Linked DNA regions of Zea mays: all the other regions are linked to region 3. A link is a contact called in public Hi-C data. All regions are on one chromosome and are shown on one strand. The core of a region is the stretch at or near the end of the contact, and the rest is flanking DNA. Distances in the headings are between cores, read along the strand shown. Region 1 holds the start of LOC100191384. Region 2 holds the start of LOC103646883 (AAA-ATPase ASD, mitochondrial). Region 3 holds the start of LOC103646884.

The links. A called contact is a pair of places that touch in the nucleus more often than the background predicts.
Region 1: a Hi-C map of leaf mesophyll shows a contact between it and region 3, with 2.0 times the contacts expected there. The contact joins the promoter of LOC100191384 here to the promoter of LOC103646884 in region 3. A contact is called at or near these places in 6 of 25 Hi-C or Micro-C datasets (ear, endosperm, leaf and 2 more).
Region 2: a Hi-C map of ear shows a contact between it and region 3, with 1.8 times the contacts expected there. The contact joins the promoter of LOC103646883 here to the promoter of LOC103646884 in region 3. A contact is called at or near these places in 3 of 25 Hi-C or Micro-C datasets (ear, leaf and tassel).

Annotation. Positions count from the first base shown.
Region 1 is chr2:117,321,975-117,326,338 of Zm-B73-REFERENCE-NAM-5.0, forward strand. It overlaps LOC100191384, which reads right to left and starts at 1,536. Exons shown (of 2, transcript NM_001136818.1): 1 at 1,111-1,536; 2 at 1-4. The coding sequence starts at 1,429.
Region 2 is chr2:116,905,612-116,909,986 of Zm-B73-REFERENCE-NAM-5.0, forward strand. It overlaps LOC103646883 (AAA-ATPase ASD, mitochondrial), which reads left to right and starts at 1,452. Exons shown (of 1, transcript XM_008671511.2): 1 at 1,452-3,172. The coding sequence starts at 1,636. The coding sequence ends at 3,045.
Region 3 is chr2:117,147,911-117,152,036 of Zm-B73-REFERENCE-NAM-5.0, forward strand. LOC103646884 reads left to right here and starts at 2,747. Exons shown (of 2, transcript XM_008671512.3): 1 at 2,747-3,068; 2 at 3,137-3,713. The coding sequence starts at 2,869. The coding sequence ends at 3,452.

The DNA.
Region 1 (4,364 bases), core at 286-2,785, 170 kb after region 3:
TTCCCTGGTCGAGAGTTAGACACATGGTCAGGATGACATTCCACGGTAGTTATGACATCACAGATGGCACTGGAAATGAATTGGTAAGTTAAGCATGCAGCAAACAGAAGAACATGGTCAGGGTGATAGTTAGACTTCAAATCACTAACCCAAAATGTATACTCCGAGCTTCTTCGATCAATCATATTCATCATTAACCAGTTAGAAACTAGCTTGTATGCCACCACTGTAAGGCTGTTTTCTTAACTGTGACATATAATTCTCACTGGCATCCTTGTTTCTCTCGTTGGTTAACCAAATTCCAGGTTCCAGCTACTGAAGTCAAAAGCTGAATGCAAGCGTATGTCAAGATCCCTATAATCTTACAAATATATCACTAAACTGGAATCCTAGAATATCATTCTTTGTCTATGGAGAACTATATACCACATCCTTTTTATGACATTGCTACCTAACCATGTACTTCCTGACAATCAAATCGTACATATACTAATAACCAAAAAGCACAAAGGAAAAGTCACAAGCTGATCTGATCGTCTTAAACATGCAGCATCAGCATATTGGAAATTCGATATATCAACGGATGCTTAGATTTAACTAAGAGACATCACAGAGTAGCTTTAGAACAGAAGCAAGCCTTTTCCAATTCAACTGTAACACTCATCTGAATGCAGCTCCATTCGAGAAAAACTATGTACGTACCATTCTAATAGAACACATAGAAATCCTTATGGCGTTAGGCACAAGCTCGACCACTGCCAGCATAACACACAGGCCAAATGCCTAGCTATGGAAGAGAAGAACACTATTAAGCTGCATTATCTTTTTCCTTTCTCTGCCTACAGGATGATGCCTGTTTTACAATTGCAGCACAGATGGTTCTGTTAAGGTTTAGATCCAATTGAAATTGAGTATGGCGAGGTGTAGTTAGGGACTTAGGGCTGCCTATTACAATACTAGAAAACATAAAGAGGGTTTTGTTAAGATTTAGATTCAATTACAAATATGGCGAGACTGAATTGCGCAGCATATGCAACCCTAATCCGACATTAGTGGGTAGCGAGGGGAAGAGTAGCATAAGCTAGTAGGTGCTTGTAGGGTAGTACGGACCGTAAGCCGGCGGAGGCGGAGGCGGGGCGTAGCAGGCGGGAGGGCTCTTGCGCTTGTGGGACCAGGTGGGATTTGTGGCACCTCCTGAGGAGGAAGTGAAGGCGGCGGCGGGGTTGGTGTAGTAGTCGAACCGCTGGGGCGGGGTCGGGCACACGGATGCGGCCTCGTCTCCCGGGAGGTCAGGGTCCGGGAGGATGCTCCCCGCGGCCGTCGGCGGAGGAGCCCCTGCCGGAGACGCGTTTGCGGCGGAGCGGAGGGCGAGCAGGCGCTCCCGGCGCTTGTAGGAGGACTCCTCCGCTTCGTGCTCGCCGCCGTCCATGTCGATTCTGATCGAATCGCTCCCTCGCTCCCTGTCGCTGGCTGAGGTGGCGTGGTCTGCGGTCCGCTGCTGCTGCGGGCGACGCTGCGATGCGAACTCGCCCTTTGGAAAGAGGAGGAGCGGACGCGACTCGCGAGCACGTAGTGGAAGAGGGGAACGGACGGGGAGTCGCGCACAGAGATGGGCTGATGGCAGACTCCGAACTGATTGGTCAGCCCACCAGCCCATGTAACAACACTTTTTTTTTTCTAATTTCTCTCACCCTTTCCACTCTTCGACGCATATATAGTTCATACGATTTATTTTTAGATTTTATTTAGCATTAAAGGTTTTAATATACTTGATTTTTACAATCGAAGACGCCTATACTTTTACTAGTACGATGTCCGTACGTTGCAATGGCACTTAAATTATTTTAAGAAATGTTAGAGCATAACGATTACATGAAAATTAAATATTCAGGTTAGACACTCGACGACATCTAGGTATCGACTATAATAATAAACAACTGAAAATCTAATTGCTCGAGCGTTAAAAAAAGTAAGATACAAATATTCAGTGAGATATTTTTGTATATTGTAAGACCACTGTCCTAGTTCTCTCAAAAGACTTCAATGGCTCTTGACTACCTTCATTCAATGCCCTTTGCCAACCTTCTTTCGAAGCTATTTAAATGAGTTAATGCCATGTTAAACCTTTTTTAAGACAAATATATTTTGATGGATGAGCATACCTGTCGGAGAGGAAATTCTCCGGCCGGGTGGCAGAACACCCGCCCTAAATCTTAAGATGAGGAGGGGCCTAAGCGTTTTGCCTTTCTACTATGCGATGAACGAACACAAGAACACACAAGGGTTTAGAGTGGTTCGGGCCGCCGGAGCATAATACCCTCCTCCACTGTGTGATGTATTGAGCTTGAGAGCTTGTATGAACTTGTGAGCCTGAGCTGGACCTAAGTGTGTCTGAGTCTACCTTGTAACGTCGTGTGTCCTCCCTTTTATAGCTCAAGGGGGGCACGTACAAGGATACTGAGCCCCGACATGCGGGCCCAGGGACATAACGGATGTAATACTTGGAACAACTAATGCTGGTCGTCAGTGCAATCTCCTTATGCCCTAATATCTGCGGTTTGCGTAGCATTGGCGTGCAGCGGAAGCTTCCCTGGTAATGTACGAGTGATGATGAGCACAATGCACTCCGCAGCACGGGCGTACTGCCTGCCAACGGAATGGACAGATACGCCGCATGCGGGACGGCCTGGTCGCCGCCTGACAGCGGAGTAGACAGGGCACATTAAATGCCGAGGTGGCACATCCCTGCAAGCGGAATGGACATGACTCATTAAATGTTGAGGCGGCACATCGCTTGTCAGCGGGACGGACAGGCGACGCGCCTTATCCGCAATAAATGCAGGGGTCGCGTAACCCGAAGGCCTTACGTCAGGCTCCGCCCGCCGGCTTACGTCACGCGCAGTAGGCCATGTGGCAGCATCGGGCCTCCACCTGGGCGGGGAGCAGTGGCGCAAGTGGACAGGTCCGCACCAGACTGGGTCCGGATACGTGTCGTCACCGGACCCCCGCTTGGGTCCTGTCCAAGGTCCGTGCATGTTCTGTTCCTGGGACCTTGCTGTGCGTGGCCCGGACCCTGTACAAGGGGGGTCCGGGGCCCGTCCCAGGGGTCTAGACACGCCCGTGGAGGTTCTGGACCTTACTCGGAGGTCTGGTCTGTACGTACGGGGGTCTGGCACTTCCCCATGGGGGTCCGGACCCACTGTTGATACCTTGGAGTATATCGTATTTTCTGGCCGCGTGGTGACCCTGGAGTCGACCACGTGGTGGGGTCGGGCGCTGTTTACCACGTGACTAGAGGTAGTCGCATGGGCACCGCGCCTTCACACTGTAGCAAGGGGTACCCCTGTTTCAGGGTACCGATAGTGGCCCCCGGGCCCACCTCAGGGGAGGATGCGAGCCTGCAGGTGGGGCCAACACTTGTACTTCGCGTCAACGTGGCATGACTGGTGACTGGGGCGCCTCTTCTGCGAGCGCTGCATTAACTCAATGCATCTGGTGACGTATGCACTGTCAGTTCGCCCTCGGTCACATCGACTGCCACATCTGTCCCCGCAGCTGACTGACCCACGGCCCCACATCTGGCGGTTCCATCGGGTCATGCGCGGGGCGCCTTGTTACCACCGCCTCGGTTAGAAAAATATCTTCCTGCAGTAGCCCCGAAGCGGCGCGCGGTCGTGCGGCGGTTCGTTCCCTGTGTGGCAGTTCGCCTTCTCCGCACTCGGAGACCAGTACTCCAGGTGTATGACATGCGGACCCAGGCCCGCATGTCGAGGACTGGGTCGCTGCGGGCGCTAGGTGTGCGTCGGACGGGATTTCCTGGGGCGCGAGTGGGAGAGCCTTCCTTGAGAAGGGATTCACTCTGCGGTCAGCAGTCACGCTTCTGCATTCTTTCCAACTGCTGCGCCCTTTCGTCTCTGAGCCCTCTACGCCTCTTTGCACTCGCGCTCTTCTGCTTTCCGCTGTCGCAGTCGCCATGGCCTCGCTGGTTCGTCCCGAGCATTTCCAGACTGAGGAGGCGCTCGACGTGGTGCGCCGCCTGCTCGGATGGAGCGCGCCGGCGTTCGTCGGGAGGATCCGGGCCGGCACCACTCCCCTCGGTGACCTCGCCGCCGGGGAGTTCATGCTCTTCGTCTCCTACCTCTCCCGCGGGTTGGCGCTGCCGATCTCGCCGTTCTTCCTGCTGCTGTTGGAGGCGTTCGGACTCCAGCTCCAGCACCTCACGCCCCACTCCATCCTCCAGGTGGCCATCTTCGTCCATCTTTGCGAGATGTTCGTGGGGGTGGGGCCTGTACTTCCCTCTTTTACCACTTCTTCATGTTGGTGAGGTCTGGGAAGGCCAAGGACCACCTCGGTGCCTACTATTT
Region 2 (4,375 bases), core at 202-2,701, 240 kb before region 3:
TGACCAGGGCTAGGCTACCGAAAATAAGCGTTTATTTTCAGCGGCCTGTTACCATACCGCCGAAAATAGTGTTATTTTCGGCGGCCGGGCCCTGACCGCCGAAAATAACGGCGGCCGCCGAAAATGTTGTACAATGTTGTTGTGATGGTCGAGCGGGCAGCGTGGCGGGGAGGAGCCGATCGTGTTGAAGCAATTGGAGGAGGGCGTGGCTAGGGCTTGAGCACAGGACACCGGGGCAGCAGCCGGACGCACGGCCGAGCGACGAAGCGCCGGCGCCACGTACGGTGGGGCAGGCGGGACGACGCGCCAGTCAGGGGAGGGTCCAGAGCACCGGTCAAGGCCGGGGCGGCTGCTAAGTTGAGTCAAGCGGCCAACGGCGGGCTAGATGGCAAATCGGTGGCGACGGCGTCGGTGTGTGAGAGAGGGTTGAGGTACAGAGAACAAAGGACAAAGGAGACCGACGGAAATTGAAGTGCACGGCCTTCATGTTGGGCTGGCATGAGCCTGTTTTATATCGTGTCAGGCTAAATCTTAGCACTATAAAAAGTGTTGTGTCTCGTTCCAACCTGCTAGGCAGAACCCATCTGGCCATCGAGAAATGCAAGATGAAGCCCTAGCTTGCTTGGCGCTGCGCCCACGCCTGCGGAGCGCCGACCATCCCATTGCCGACGGTTGGGTGTCTTTCTCGGTGATTGCTGCGATGACACGCTTGCATGACCGTCGTTGCCCCCTCCTCCCTCACTTAGTTCGGGCCGGCGAGCCTTGTGTGCTGCAGTGCATTGTAAGCAGCCCCTGTTGATGTAACCTTATTCCTGTGACTGGCTCACACATATGTTCTGATAAAGAACCCCCTAACCCTTCCGTTGACAGTCAAAAAAAACTTACCCTTCTTTGTGTAGTAGTATAAAATTTAGAGCATGTTTGGTTAGTCTAGGGACTAAAGTTTAGTTAGGATACTAAAGTTTAGTCCCTACATGTTTAGTTCAAAAGACTAAAAGTATATTCAAAAAACATTAAATGAATCATAAGAGGACTAAAATATCCTTTAGTATTTTCCCACAATTAGTTCAACTGAAATAAAAAAGGGACAAAAGGTGAAATTAATATAATTTAGTCTCTTTTAGTCACTCCTTGAGAGATTTAGTCCCTTTTAGTCACCCCTTGAGGGACTAAAGATTTAAACAGTTTAATCCATGGTTTAGTCCCACTATTTAGCAATTTAGTAACTAAATAAGACTAAAATATAGTCGCTCAAACCAAACATGGACTTACTTATCCATAGTAGTGCCACTGCAATGGACACCATCCGATTCCTCTTGTCGGCTGCGGCGTGCCCAAGCTCATCGATCTAATCTATCTAACAATCATAGTATGATGCATGCATCGGTTCTTGATTTATATTTAACACGACTGCCCTAGACAGCTGGCATGTGAAGAGTTCACATGCATCATATCGTGTAGTGTAGTGTAATGTACACACACTGCCCCTGCTGTGTGCCTAGGCCCTAGCCCTAGCCCCTAGGGTAGGGTTGTGTTGTGTATATATCCAACAGTGAAATGGAAGCTACAAGCCAGAGGTCTAGCTAAACGCTAGTTAGCTAGCTAGCAGCAAGCCAACCAACCTGTCCATGCACCATGCCGTCCAAGGAATTCTGGGCAGGAATTGGATCAGTTCTGGCCTTCATACTCGCCCTCTTCTCCATGGCCCTGAACCACGAAAACATCACCCTGTGGATGAACAAGGTCAAAGCCTTCTTGAGCCCATACATCCAAATCACCATCCCTGAGTACGGTGCCGAGCATCTTGAACGCAGCGACTTCTTCGTTGCGATCGAGGCCTACCTCTCCCTGTACTGTGCCGCTGACGTGCGCAAGCTGAAGGCCGAGCTCGGCAGCCACAGGAAGATACCCCTGTTCTACGTCGACGACGGACAGCAGATCATCGACACCTTCGGCGGCGGCGGCCGCGGTGGCCGCGGCCGCACGGCCACGGTCTGGTGGCACGCGTACAAGGAGACGCCAAAGGGCAGCGTCAGCGTCGTCTGCCAGCCCGGTGAAGAGGAGCGCCGCTTCTACCGAGTTTCCTTCCATCGCAGGTTCCGCAAAACTGTCCTGGACGAGTATCTGCCCCACGTCATCGAACGGGGCCGCGACGTCATCGCCAAGAACCGGCAGCGCCGCCTCTTCACCAACAACCCAAACAACGGCTGGAGCCACGTGGCGTTCCAGCACCCGGCCACCTTCGACACGCTCGCCATGGACCCGACGCTGAAGCGGGCCATCCTCGAGGACCTCGACGCCTTCAGGAAGAGGAAGGAGTATTACGCCAGGGTCGGCAAGCCATGGAAGCGTGGGTACCTGCTGTTCGGGCCCCCGGGCACCGGCAAGTCCACCATGATCTCCGCCATGGCCAACTACATGGACTACGACGTCTACGACCTGGAGCTCACGGCGGTCAAGAGCAACAACGACCTGCGGAGGCTCTTCACCAAGACGGCAGGGAAGTCCATCATCGTCATCGAGGACATCGACTGCTCCGTCGACCTCACCGGCAAGCGCAGGGGCAAGAAGCAGCAGCAGGCACGGAGCAGTGACGGAGCCGAGCCTGAGCTGTCCCCAACGATGGAGGAAGCCGCCGGCGCCGCCGAGAGTGCAGACGGCAGCCAGCAGCTGACGCTCTCCGGCGTGCTCAACTTCATCGACGGCCTGTGGTCGGCGTGCGGCGGCGAGCGCATCATCGTCTTCACCACCAACCACAAGGACAAGCTGGACCCGGCGCTCATCCGGCGAGGCAGGATGGACATGCACATCGAGATGTCCTACTGTACCTACGAGGCCTTCAAGGTGCTGGCAAACAACTACCTCGAGATCGACGACCACCAGCTGTTCGAGCGCTTCGGCAAGGTACAGCAGCTACTGGAGGTGACCAAAATGTCTCCGGCGGACGTCGCGGAGCACCTAATGCGCACGCCGGATGATGCTAGCGCGTGTTTGGAGGGTCTCATGCTGGCTCTCAAGGAGAAAGCGGATGCAGCCAACAGGTAGATGGACAAATCCATGGACAAGGAGGAGACAGTCGTCAAATAATAATCCATAGACATGCATGCTTATAATTTGTCTGTTTAGAGCTACAACAGTACCTCAAACTCGTGTTTAAAATTGAAACTAGTCAGTTGTCCGTGTGTTGCGATGGCTCACAACAATAACTACGTAAACTATCCACCAAAAATATCTTAAGATAGCGAACCAGGTGGTGGCAACTGAGGCGAGGACAGTCATTATCGTGCGGAGGTATAGATAGATAAATGAGCCGTTTCTGGCGGGCTGGTCCGGGACATGGACCATTTAATAGTGTCTCGGTCAGCCCGATACGAGCGTCGTACCGTGCTTGGACCGTAGCCTCAGCCCGTAGTGCCGTAGTGCTGGCCCAACCCGACATGATTATATTTTTTATTTTATAAAAAATCGTATATACATATGTATAATTTATATTTAATATTAAAAACATTTGACCATTATGTTTTACTGGTTAGACGGCTTCATTCAGTGTCTCCCGTCTCTCTTCCATCAGGGCTTGGGTTCGAACCCCATCCTGCACCACTTTTTTAACATTTACGCTAATTTAACCAAATGATCCGACTGGCTAACGAGCCGGATGTGGAAGTTGTGTGCATGGAGGGGTGCAGCAGGTTAATTTGAGATATATGTGAGGTGTTATTTGTAAAAATATGACGCGTGACGACCGTTGAAACTGGTGCTTTAATATAGTAAAGATATGAGGCTATGCAATAAAAACTATTTCAATAGTGTCTCATTTCATAAAATTTTAGTGTCTCATTTCATAAAATTTGGTCAAAAAATTATAGAACACCCTCTCCATTGTTTCAAACATACTACACTGTAGTGTGCTGTCCTATAATCTCTACTACTCTATAAGAACTTAACATAGATCATGGTGCATAGTTCTGCCCACACCGCCCACGGTTCTCCCCTCTCTGCCTTCTGGGCCCCCTATCCCAGGCCACACCCCTAGTGCTCCCCTCTCCACCCCCCGACTGCTCCCAGGCCACGACCCCTCCCCCAGTGCTCCCCGCCTCCGCCTCCCAAGAATCCTCATGCATGCCCCTAGTGCTCCCTTCTATACCCCCCGACTGCTCCCAGGCCACGCCCCTCCCCCAGTGCTCCCTGCCTCCGCCTCCCAAGAATCCTTATGCATTTGTGGCAACATGCCCCAGCCCCCCGTCACCACGCCAGGCCCAACGTCGCTGACATAGCCACCTTCCTTCGTCGCCAGCACGGAGGGCCCAACCTCGCCCCATGCCGCCGACTATGCCACCTGCCTTGTCACCACGCGGGGATCTTTGGATGGAAGGCG
Region 3 (4,126 bases), core at 1,497-3,996:
ACATGCATTATACTAGTTTTCTTATAATTATAACTCGTGCTAATGCTACGATCCTGGAAAGGGGAAGAGGAGGGGTCGATAGAGGTGACGGCGCAAGGGGAGTTGCCGACGGCGGCACGAGTGAGGGGAGGGGATGTTGGGGTCACAAGGGAGGGCCGATGATGCGGGGTGGGACCGACGGCGTCATTGTGAGTGAGGGGAGGAGGAGGGGGATCGTCAGGTCGAGGGGGAGGTAGGGAGCGGTGGGATCCCATGGGAGGGATGATAGATGATTTAAATAATATTGATCATTGGATTTGGGTGAGTAAGGGAGAGAGGAGTTATCCAGCGATCCGAACCGTTGGTTTTGATGGTGTGTTAAGTCTGGGTGCAATTGTTGAGTGAGTTTTGCAAAGTTTAAACCGGTGGATGTAGTGGTATAGAAAAAACGGCTTCGGAGAATGTACATGCACAATAAAATACAACGCCAGAGGATGATCTCTTTTAGAAGGCATGCATATATATCAGAGAAACAAGATTCAGACTCCATCTGCACTATCATGTATATAGTGTAACAAGGTCCCTCTCTCAGGTAAACTACATACTACAAACTGCTCATGCTCAATTGTATATAAAACTAGAAGAGAATCGTGTATATATATAGGGTGAGGCTATTAGGAGCCCTGGGCTTTCATAGGATACAGGAAGCCCTAGCCAGCCATGTACCACTACATCTTGGCTGCTAGCCCACCCCGCATGCGTCCATTCTTTGAATGTGCGCAATTTGTATCCATTTGCGTGCGCGAGAAATTAGGAAGTGTATCTGTTAATTGCGGCATGCATGGAAACAAAAAAATCAGATTTGAATGTTTTATTCCATCCATAAATATTAAATCTCTATAACAGTCATGCAGCTAGACTCGTTAGAAACATTTTATGAAATATACTACTACTAACTATGCTACACAGTGTAGGTATTTATGCAATACAGTACGCTGCGTAAAAATCAGTTTCCTGCTGCATGTGCACAAATTTAGGATGACAATAATGTGCGTTGAGAGAAAAATAGATTGACATGCATGGAAACAAAAAATCTGATTTAAATGCTTAATTTCCTCCACAAATATATGATCTCTCCAACAACCATGCATCTAGGCTCATTAGAACCAGTTTATGATATACACTGAGGTTAATTATGCTACACGTCGAAGGTATTTATGCACTATGGTGCACTGTGTACAAAATATGTTTCCTATTGCATTCGCATAAATTTAGGATGGCAAGAATTTGAGTTGAAAGGAAATGGAATGGTATGTATGTAAACAAAAATTTGATTTTTCAATGCTTTATTTCGTCCGTAAAATATAATCTCGTCGGGTTCAGAAGCGTCGTCAGCGCTTGCCTGCCCGCCTCAGGAGCGTCGCCGTCGCTCGATCCTGGGGGAGTGCCGCTGCCGGTCGCCCGCCTCGGCGCGCCACCGCCGCTGGCCCCCGGGATCGCCACCACTCGCACGCCCGAGGAAACCGCCGCCGCCGCTCGCTCGCCCGAGGGAACCGCCACCCACACTAAAACCTAATCCCTAGCGACCGGGTGTTTTTATAGCCGCCCGAACCTGGTGCGGCTGAACCGTTGAGCCAATGCTTCCTCTAGTTATTGGAAGACCAGGGCTCCAAATGTACAAACTATATATATATATATATATATATCTCCCTAGGCTACTGTGTTCAAGGATTTCTGGTCTAATCTCAACATCTGTCGTGGTTAGAGTTTCGACTAGGGGTGTTAGAGCTACTGTGTAATGGGTGGTGATGGTGTCTATGTAATGGGCCTAGGCTCAACTACCTCTATATTAATATACATCTCCCAAACCCAGATTAGGGTTGGAGTTTCCAATCTAACAGCAACGCACATGCATTATACTAGTTTTCTTATAATTATAACTCGTGCTAATACTACGATCCCGGAAAAGGGAGGGGGAGGGCTCGATGGCGGTGACGGTGCAAGGGTAGTTGCCGATAGCGATGCGAGTAAGGGGGAGGGGATGTTGGGGTCAGGGGGAGGTCCAATGACGCGAGGGAGGGACCGACGACGGTAGAGCGAGGGGGAGGAGGGGGTGGCGAGGTCGAGGGGGAGGCAGGGAGCGGTGGGATCGCGGGGGAGGGATGAGACATGATTCAAATAATATTGGCCATTGGATTTGAGTAAGGGAGAGAGGGGAGTTATCCAGCGATTTAAACCGTTGATTTTGATGATATGCTAAGTCTTGGTGCCTTTTGTTGAGTGTGTTTTACAAAGTTTAAACTTGTGGATGTAATGGTATAGAAAAAACGGCTTCGGAGAATGTACATGCACAATAAAATACAACGCAAAACGATGATCTCTTTCAGAAGGCATGCATACATATCAAAGAAACAAGATTCCGACTCCATCTGCACTATCATGTATATAGTGGATGCAATGTTGTTCTATGCCTGAGGAGGAACGTGGGGGTTCTCAACATCGCCGGCGGCGGTGGCCATGGCGTGGTGCTGTCACACTCCCATTCCCATGTCTGCAGCTGAAGGCTGACTAGAAGGCAGCGCCGCACGGCCCACCGGTTTGGACATGTATAGATACATGAGAAGGGCAGCGATATAGGCAGCGCAGCAATGCCATCATAGGCCACCTGTCAGTCATATATACACCGTATGCATGTACAGGGCGGGGAGAAATTTAGCATCTCTTCTATTAAAACCTCACCCGGTTTCAAGCGTTGCCCGCACTTCACGCGTTCATCGACCACCGCGTGTACGACACGTGGCCGCGTGAGCCCACACTCTCGGACCCGACTTCTTCCTTTGATTCAGCTGAGCGAGCGCTTGCGTCCGTGTTCCCCACTTCCGCTTACACATGCCTCGCCTCCTCGCAGGCCCTTCAACCCCTCTGCCGCCCATCTACGCCCTTGCCTCCTCCTCACGCGAACCCACTCGCCTCCAGCCTATGGCCAACGAGCAAGCTGCCCCCGCCGCCTCCTACGCTGGAGACGACCGAGGAGCCTCCGCCCTCGCCTCCTCCTTCGTCGCCGCCGCCGGAGGACTTCCGGCAGAAGGGTAAGGTGTTCGTGGGGAACCTGCTGCTGTGGGCGAGGAAGCCTGACATCGCAGAATTCTTCTGCCAGTTCTAGCCGCTGGAGAAGGTGGAGCTGGTGCGGGGCCACGACCATTCCGAGAGCAACATCCGTAGGCCGCTGGTGTCGCCATGCTGGGGAACGACGTCGATCTGCTGCACGCTGGTGCGGCGGTGCTGCCGTCCTCGGCGACTCACCCTGGAGGCCTGGACCGTCGGCTGTCCAGCCGAGCCGCAGCGGTGCGGGTGCAAGGCACGACAGCTGTGAGGCTGAGGCATCGCCGACGAGGACAACAACGTGTCGAGCTCCGAACGGTGCCCGTGCTGCCCTCCCGCCTGTCTTCTCCTGTTTACACTGCAGCAGTTGAAGATAGCTAATCGACAATGCAAGGTCAAGGCCTCTACCGGTTGTAACGGATTGGTAATTAGCATGTATCTGAAACCTCGTTTGCAACCAAAGTTCACTGCTATTTTAGTTTGTCAGCAATATGGGATTGTTTTGGATACAAACTATATAGCTCTAGATAAAATAGTTCCAAATCTTGCTTTTTATATCCAAACACACTAGCTCCATGAAATCTGAAGCACCCAAAAATTCATATTTGGGAGCAAGATCCATGAATTTTCTGGAGCATCAAGAACCTGTGAATTTCTGGACTTCGCCAAAACTATCTGCCAGGCCACTGGGGCGTACCCAGTGCCCTAGGCTTCCCGTACTATGCGGGGTATGGGGAAGGGTATCTTTAAGTGCCAAGGCTTACCCGCATAATATGCAGAGGGTAGGGCTCGAACCTGGGACCTTCCGATTACAGACGGTAGGCTCTACGCCAAGCCTTACCTGCATAATATGCAAAAGTTGGATACTACTCCGTTACTGCCGCTTAAAAAAATCTCAGTCTAACCTCCAAGGCTGCTATCAACTAGAATACCTATTAACTGGTATCCATTGAATATATGTCGTGTGTAACACATTATCGCAGTAATGGAGTCAAGGGTACCTGAAAAGTTAATCTGATGGCACATGCGCCTCATGCTCAGGAAT